Linked DNA regions of Zea mays: region 1 is linked to region 2. Evidence: chromatin contacts called from public Hi-C data. All regions are on one chromosome and are shown on one strand. The core of a region is the stretch at or near the end of the contact, and the rest is flanking DNA. Distances in the headings are between cores, read along the strand shown.

What was found. Hi-C and Micro-C count contacts between places; a contact is called where the count stands out from the background.
Region 1: a contact with region 2 is called in a Hi-C map of leaf, with 6 times the contacts expected there. The contact joins the promoter of LOC103644139 here to the promoter of LOC100273403 in region 2. A contact is called at or near these places in 3 of 25 Hi-C or Micro-C datasets (ear, leaf and tassel).

What each region holds. Positions count from the first base shown.
Region 1 is chr1:292,185,015-292,189,157 of Zm-B73-REFERENCE-NAM-5.0, reverse strand. It overlaps LOC103644139 (isoflavone reductase homolog A622-like), which reads right to left and starts at 1,533. Exons shown (of 5, transcript XM_008667336.2): 1 at 1,261-1,533; 2 at 946-1,092; 3 at 561-810; 4 at 264-467; 5 at 1-106. The coding sequence starts at 1,470.
Region 2 is chr1:292,008,884-292,013,669 of Zm-B73-REFERENCE-NAM-5.0, reverse strand. LOC100273403 (Putative ALA-interacting subunit 2) reads right to left here and starts at 2,762. Exons shown (of 8, transcript NM_001147840.1): 1 at 2,636-2,762; 2 at 1,382-1,443; 3 at 1,217-1,291; 4 at 1,010-1,126. The coding sequence starts at 2,705. LOC103644136 reads left to right here and starts at 3,025. Exons shown (of 7, transcript NM_001346920.1): 1 at 3,025-3,189; 2 at 4,375-4,621. The coding sequence starts at 3,095.

The sequences.
Region 1 (4,143 bases), core at 284-2,783, 180 kb before region 2:
TGGCTATCCTTGGTGTGGATGTTTCTTTTGGTGCTAGGGGCACGGCCGGCAGCGATAAACGACGCGTGCACAATCGCCAGCTGAAAGTTGAGTGGAAACGGAGACTCTGCCACACCCACGCATCACGCAGACAACAACAGTTTTAATTTGCATGGAAATTTATTTGGTTAATATAAGTCCGTTTTTTTTTCAATATTACCATGTTTTAGTTGAAAAATAAACTAACAGGAGCGATAAATATTCGAGAACAACGGAGCTAGTACCTTGTATTTTCTTGAGTAACTCTTCTTCAGCAACATAGTGCCTGTGGAGGGGCTTGCCGATTTTATCCTCCCAGAGTGAGACTAGTTGGTTGAGGGAGCAGAGATTGGTTGGAGGGCACACGTGTAATTTCTTGTTGAGTGTGCGGGGGTCTTGCACGGCTTTGATAGCCACCCTGCTCATGTCTTGCTCATTCACGAACGTCGCTGAAAACAATAGCAACGAAGACGATGATGATCATGATGGGAGCATGCACACGCACGCACGCACGCGCGCAGGAGGAGAGAGAGAGAGTATACCTTGTACTTGTCCGTCGCCGAAGATGGTGGCGGTGGTGTCCGGAGGACGACCGTCTGGCAGCTGAGGGTCCCCAGCTCTTGGCAGCAGGAAGCCCTGAGCCCAGTTGCTGCAGACGATGGTGTGTGGAATCCCTGCAGCTTTGAGAGCATGGCGGACTCGGACTTTGGCCCCGAGGATGCTCCTCGCCGGCTCCACCATGTGCTCCGCCACATGCTCCACGTCGCAGCCGTATTCAGAAGGCAAGAACCGCTGCACGCATCGATCAGTCGTAAGAATGCATGTGCTTGCTGTAATAATACTAATGGTTATTTGCATATAATTGCATGCAGGAGAAAAAGAAAAGAAAGAAATTAGTAGATATGCTGATGATTTAAACGTACGTACCTTAACATTGCCTGCTTCTTTTATGGCGGCCACAATCCTGAGCTGGCTCTCCACCTCTTCCGGCGAGCTGTGGCCGGTGGCGGAGATGACCACGTCGCCGGCCTGCTTGATCGCTGCAACCAACGCCTCGGCATCGTTGATGTCCCCCTGCATGCATTTGCGGCATGCGTTATTACGTTGACGGGGCAGCTGCTCTAGGTACGTACACGTAGGAGTACACGTACGCACGCATGTCTCTCATGCACGGCGGCACGCCACACATGGTGACATGCATGAATGATGAGCTAGACAAGTGAGAGAGCGCTGAGCACGTACGTAGATAAGGCTTGCCCCTCTGGTCTTGAACGCCTCCAGGAGGCTGGCCTTGGCGGGGTCCTCGGCCGCGGCCGCCGGCCGGACGAGCACGGCCGTGGGGTGGCCGGCGTCGAGGCTCGCCGTCACCAGGTGGCGGCCGATCGTCCCCGTACCACCGATCACCAGAATAGAGGTGCCGCTGCTACTGCTCTTCAACACTAGCGGTGCCATGATGTCTCGTACCTTTTGCAGCTAGCTAGCCTGCAACTGCAAGCATATATTGCATCTGTGGAGGGAAGGGGCGGTGCATCCGATGATATATATACATCGATCAGGGGTACTCTCTACAGTACATTGGAATCCAATACCTATACACGCACAACCGACAGCAACATATTATCATCACACAAGAATAGACTCTTGTGTGCGATTACTATACCATCAAATTACCACAAGACATAAAAAAATTCTCAAAAAACTTATAGATGTATTTTACTATTTTCTCTACTAATATATCTTATGTTAAGAGATATATAAAAAAAGATTAAAAAAATATGTCCAATATACTCCCTCCGTTTCGTTTTAGTTGTCGCTGGATAGTGCAAAATTGAACTATCCAGCGACAACTAAAAAGAAACGGAGGGAGTATGAATGAAGGATTAAAGATGATACAATTTTATCTCGGTCTTTTTATATCCCAATTAATTAGAATTTGAAAAGGACAAAAACTTATGGACGCATTTTACTATTTTCATCTCTACTAATGTATCGCGCGAACTTTAAGTTCTCATTCATCTTATGTTAAAAGATATAAAAAGAGAAATATACATCCAATATATGAAAAATTAAAAATGAAATAATTTTCTCTTTTTTATATCTCAATCAATAATTAGAATTTTGAAAAAATATTGATATATTTATTAAAACTGATAGTTTGTTTGTACTATAATAATTGCGGGGTGGGGGATTCTTTACACAAGCTGCTGGTCCATATAAATAGAAGAAAAATAAATTACTAAAGGATTATTTTGTAAATTTTGATCTGTCTCTGTGGGTCTTCAAGTGGTGGATGTGAGGGCTGTAAAAGATGATGTTTACATCCGGTATGTACAGAATTTTTTTTCCGCGGGGAGAGCTTGATAGCACAGCGCAGAGATTTTCCTGCAGCATGTGTGCATCTTCTATGGCTGGGCATTTCTCCACGTGCCTACTGTCCACATTCGAGTAGCTGCATCCTCTATTTTCTCGTGGGCATGCATGGAGCATCATCGTCCACGCACACCAGAGCATGCATATATAACAGATTCCATATATTATCCTTTCAATCACTTTCATTCATCCTGAGTATGGTTGTAAATATTGATGGTCCTGAATAGGTGTTGGAAACAAAACAGGCACCTACTTTGCACCACCTTCTATCACCATGACAGTGTTTTCTTGCATGACCATGATTACTACATAACATGTAGCAGCACTTGTTAGCTAGACAGGAGCTCGGCCGGGCGTCTCATTCTCACCACCACCGTAAAGCTGACCGTGCATGCAGTGCATGCATGCGCTACCACCATCCATATGTTGTGATATGCCTCCACCACAGCACCACGGATGAGTGGCCGGGTGGGGGAGTAGTGGATCGGAGCGCCCGCGTGGGAGGGCGAGATCAGTGACGGAGACAGGACGAAAGTTCAGATGAGGCTAATCCGTAGTAGAGAAATCAAAAAAAAAATACAACTATAAATGGTTTTTGGTAATAGCATGAAAGTTAAGTTGTAATATAATGACTATTATAAAATAATGTGGATATCGAAAATCCTTTTAGCGACACCAAATCATCGATAGAAAATCCAATCTACAATTAGAAAAAATATATTAGGTAAGCATCAATGTAAGTAAAAGAACAAAACTATATAGAAAAAACATCGAAAACGCCATTAAACCGTCAATCTTGTGGTTGTGGCAGCTTGCACGCTAGTGCGAGGCCGTGGCCGAGTGGAGGCGGGCCGGCCGTGACGGGCTATCAGCTAGACGATAGGCTGGCGGCAATGGCAGGTGAGCCACAAGCTAGAGACGGTGTCATGGCGGCTGGCGATGACGGTTGGGTGGGCGGCTGGACGGTAGACCAACGATGATGAACTGACTGTTGGACGCCGATTAGGCAGCGGCAACAACGCTAGGACAAGTGCTAAGCGGGGTTGGATGGTACAGACGTGCGGTTGATATCTTTCTCATTCTGCGTTTTAGTCGACATAGGTCGTGGCCTAGGATGATGGGCTAGATCTTGTGGGTTAGTCGATGCTATGATGTGGTGCACCCGGTGTTTATCTAATTTGGTCTTATATATCTTGTATTTTTTATTTTATAGTATATACAAAAGATAGTTATAAAAAGTTCTAAAAATTGAGGTGGGTCATGATAGCCTACTTTACCCACATCGTGGATCCGCCCCTAGGCGAGATCGAGGAGAGCATGATGAGCGGCAAGCGTAGACGAGACGTGGACAATCCCACGATCTCTCCTTCATGGGCTCCTGCTAGTAGCTAGCCGACGTATTCTAACAGTTGGTTCATTTTTCGTTGAGGAAGAAATGGCAGATCTAAACTTTTTTTTTGTCTTACCTTTTCGATGGTGATTCAAACTGAGGCAAACTTTCCTTGTTTTCAGAAGCTTTGCTGTCCTTTGACTGTTTTAAAAACAAATAAATTGACTGAAGAATGTCAATGAATAAGGGAACATTTTTTTTGGTTTTTAATAAATAAAATGAACATGCAGATGATGAGTTCGTTTGACACAATTTCATGTTTATTTTACCATTTATTTCATGATAGAAAATAACTATGAAGCTTTATTGTTGATGGAAAAAAATAAAAATAACTTTGTTTGTACAAATCTGAGAAGTATGCTGGT
Region 2 (4,786 bases), core at 1,513-4,012:
ACCGGGGGGTGCCGCGAGGGCAGGAAACCCCGGTGGAGAGCCTCGACGGTGGGCCGGGGAAGAGATGTCGCGGATGGGCCGTAGGCCGACGATGTAGGGAGCCTCGGCATCTGCCACGGAGCGGCCGAGGCCCATGGGGTGGGTCTGGCCGGTAGCAGGAAGGCCCAGGGAGGCGACGCCGGCGGCCAGGGAAGCGGGGGCCGCGCCCAGGCCCGCGGTCAGGGGCGGTTGCGCCAGGCCGGCGGTGTGCGCGTCCGGGGGGAGGTCCGCCATGGTCAGAGGGCGCGGCGGCGGGCAGCAGAGGGCTGCTGCGGCGGTGGCGAAGGGGGAGGAGGGCGCGCAGGCAGAGGAGGGCCGGCGGCGGCAGGCACTGGCAGGGCGCGCGCGGATCCGGGGATGAGGGCGCGCAGGCAGAGGAGGGCCGGCGGCGGCAGGCACTGGCAGGGCGCGCGCGGATCCGGCGGGTGGGCACGCCGGAGATGGAGGGCGCGGCCGGGGAGAGTTGGGAAGCAGAGAGGGCGTGGACGGGGCTGCTCGGCGCGCGACGGTCGGGGCTCGGCGCGCGGCGGGCGGCGGCTGGAGACCGGCGGCCGTCGCAGGGGAGATGAGGGAGGGGCGCGGACGTCGGCTGGGGGCCGGCGGCCGACGCAGGGGAGAGGAGGGAGAGGCGCGGACGACGCAGGGGAGAGGAGGGAGAGGACTGGGGGCCGGCGGCCGTCGCAGGGGAGAGGAGGCCGGCGGCTGCAGGGGAGAGGAGGCCCCTGGCGGCTGCGTAGGGGAGAGGATGCCCCTGGCGGCGGCTGTAGGACAGGGAAACAGGAAACCTAAACCTAGGCTGATGATACCATGTTGGAAACTGAACTCATGCCCCTAACCAGGGATGGGGAATAGTATTAATAGGCTTAGTAGCTGGGCCAGGCCCATTACAGTGAGGGGTAAAACGGTAATTACATGGGGAACACCCCAAACCCTAGACGGGTAGTCTAACAACAATCACATAACGATCTACCTTCGCTTCCAGAGTACAGTTCTTAGAAATCGAGCTGTCCTTAATATAAGCTTGCCTATTTCCTCTGTAAGCATCAGGCACACAGTCAACATCATAGCGGTAGATGATTTCTGCAATCTGAACCGGAATAATGAGCACATCAGTTATACCTTGCGGTATAAAGATTAAAGGAAACATCAGTATCTACCAGAGGGAGCAGAACAATACATGATTTGAAGTTTGGAGACAAAGAAGCCCGAAAGGTATGAAAATTATTCCGATAATCAAGAACATTGCTATTATCTGAAAACAGTGAAGTAAAATATCATCATTTGAACTGCATATGAAACAGTCTATATGCCAAACCTGTCGATAGGATCAGAGCAAACTTACACATCCAGGTGTCATTGCTGGCTTCCAAGCTGGGAGGTTCTGCTGGGTGAACCTATAGAAAACTGCAAAACTAACAAACTTTTCAAAAATGGAAAAAAAGAATTGTCAACTCTATGGAGTACTAAACTAGAACAGTACTGCAACGCACAACAATGATAGGAAAATACAGATAATCTGAATTCTCAAAGTTTGTAAAAGAAATCCACCAAATAATCTTCTTATGTCCAGATTCAGTAGTTGCCAATAAAGGAAACACAAGTTAATACAACAAAATCTGCCTGTGGTTGCATCAGTATTGTGTTTCACATGATTCTAAAAAATGATGATACAGATCGCGAGTCCAGATGGTGACTAAGGGTGTGTTTAGTTTCTATGGACTAATTTTTAGTCCCTCCATTTTATTTCATTTTAGTCCCTAAATTACCAAATACGGAAACTTAAATTTATGGACTAATTTTTAGTCCCACCATTTTATTCCATTTTAGTCCCTAAATTGCCAAACACGGAAACTAAACGTATTTGACAATTTAGGGACTAAAATGAAATAAAATGGAGGGACTAAAAATTAGTCCCTATAAAACAAACACCCCCTAACTTTATGCCCACCATGATTATTAGCTAAAAGTTCATTTATTGTTAGGTCCCGTTTGGTTACTTTAGTCCAGTGACTAAAATTTAGTTAGGAGACTTCTACGGACTAAAATTATTTAAAACACATTAAATGAATCATAAGAGGACTAAAATACCACTTAGCATTCTTCCGCAATTAGTACAACTGATAAAACAAGGGCAAAAACTGGAATTTATATGGTTTAGTCCTTTTTGGTCACCCCTTGAGGGACTAGAGACTAAAACAGTTTAATCACTATTTTAGTCCCAGCGTTTGCCAATTTAGGGACTAAATGGGACTGAAATGGAGCATTAGTCCCTTATACCAAACGGGGCCTTATAAAGACTCACCAAATGTAACCTTACATTAGCATAGCATGCACACACCTCAAATGCTGTTCAGATAAATGGATTGTAATTGTAAGCAAGCAACCTCCGTAACATGTAAGACCAAATCAACAATGCGAACTGCAATTTTACGCTCGAATTAAGCGTTTATGCAATCCCACGATCGCGCGAGCTACTAACCCTAGCATCTGAGGGCTGAGGCTACTATCTCCCGCAGACCACACCGCTCCTGAGCGTGGAAACCTAGACGCGACGCGACCGAATCGAAGCCAGCCCAGCCATCAGATCGTGACTCACCTCCCGATCTCGCAGGCACGAAGCCGCGCCTCGTCGCGGCGCCGGACGCGGAGGTGCTCGCTTCGTCCATCTTCTCCCGCCACGAGCTCGGTCGCCGCACAGGCCCTCGTCAGCGGCTCGCCGGAGCCCGTGCTCCGCAGTCCGACCCGCCGGGGGATCCGACCGCAGAAGAAGAGTGGAGAGTCCACTTGCTGCTCGATGAAAAGGAGCCCATGGGCCCACTAAATCTTGAGGGCCTATCTAATTCACGTGGGCCTTATGGGCCCAACTCCCGGGGGCGCTCGAATTGACGGCGTGAGATGGATACTAACGGTGACTAACGGTCGATGTAACGGCCGCATCAATGCGCCGCCCGGCGCGTCGCGATCGGGGGAATCTTTTCCCCATTTCGTTTCGCCCAGGAGCGACAGGCGCGGGCGCCACGGAGTGTGTGTGAGAGAGAGATAGAGAGAGAGGGAGATGCGAGAGGAGGTGAGGAGCTCGTCGGGGGCGGTGGCAGAAACGCCGATGGCCGTCGCCCGGTCCTCGTCGCCGCCGCACACCCCGGTAGCCAGGTACGGTGGCGGTCGCGCCTCGGGACCTCTCTACTTTTGGTTGTAGATTCTCAGCTGTAGGCGCTGTTGCTTGGTTAGGGAATCGGGGTCTCAGTGCTCGGATTGGTGGCGAGGGTGTTGGTTCTGCGTAAGAAAGGTAGATTTTACTTCGTCCAAAAGACCTATTGTAGGATTCGAGGTAGGATTTGCCGAGGCGGTGGCTCAAATTCGATTATGGAATTTTGATTGGACTCTAGGACACTCCTTTGTAGGGGAAAGCATGAGATATTTGATGGCCAACATCAGTTATACGTCCATGGTCGGCGAAAATCAAGTGTAGCTGGCTGAGCTTTACTTCTCCTTTTGGCTGCAAAACGCCAGGATTTGAGTTGCTAGATTGGTTCCTGCTGCTGTATAGTGTTACAGATTAATGAACGGTAACAATGAATGACATAATTCTGCGATTAGAGCTTACACGTGTTTGCCACCAAATATTATGATTAGGGGGACATGCTACATTTGTGCTGACTTCATGCTATTATATTCTAATGCTGGTTTGGTCACAGTGCAGCAATTGAGATTTGAGAAGGATTGCAGTTTGCAAAAATCAGTGGAGAATGTGGCACATTTGATGGTGTGGAGACTGGTAGCATAGGATTGACTATTGAGCCACTGGAGCTCATGGTAGCCTTGTTAACTATAGATCTAGGTAGCTTATTCTCAATTCATTTTTTGATGTTAGATCTGAACATGGTGCTATAGTTTCTATGCTTGAATGCTAAAACCTGAAAACAGTTATTTTATTTGGATGACAAGCTAACTTGTCACGGCTGGTACCATGCCAACGGCGCGAACAAATCTACAGCTGGCGTATACATATTTGGTGTTGGTATGTCATATGTATGCATGGGCACACAAGGTAGAGTTAGCCTCTGTCTTATAAGCCACTGCCATGCAAAGGTAGAACCCAGACAACGAACTAGAAAGGAATCAAATCGGAGAGGAACCTTTTCTCGTCCATTTCCCCAAGTTATCTCTGCTTGTGATCTTGCTCACGTCCCGGCACCTTTCCGCGGCTGCGGGTAGTTACATAACGTCAATGCGAACCTTTTCTGTACGGAATTCATAAAGCAAGAAATAATCCTTTCTACAGATTTTTGTCATTCTTTTTTAAAAGCTTGCACTGAAGCCCCTTTTTCTTTTCAGTTCCGTCGGTGCCTCGTCACCTGCTATGCAAACTAATGTTGCAAGCATAGATTGGTTGGGTGGCAAACAAGCTTCCAGAGTTGACTCGTCGTCGCAAGTTGCTGCACATGCTTATCACCCTTCCCATAGTTTTGATGCAGCTGGCACTGCTATGGATTCTGCACCATCATGCAGACCATGGGAACGTGGAGACTTACTTCGTCGACTGGCAACATTTAAGCCTTCAACTTGGGCTTCTAAACCGAAGGTATCTTCCCTAGTTGGGACTACTATAGGGTCTACGCCTCTACGGTGTGTCATTTCACATGCTTTAGGTTTTCTCTTGTGGTGTGTTGCATGTACCATATATTGCTCCTTTGGGCTTTAGTATACAACTAAAGAGGATTCATCTCTCCCCACCCAAGTCCCTGAA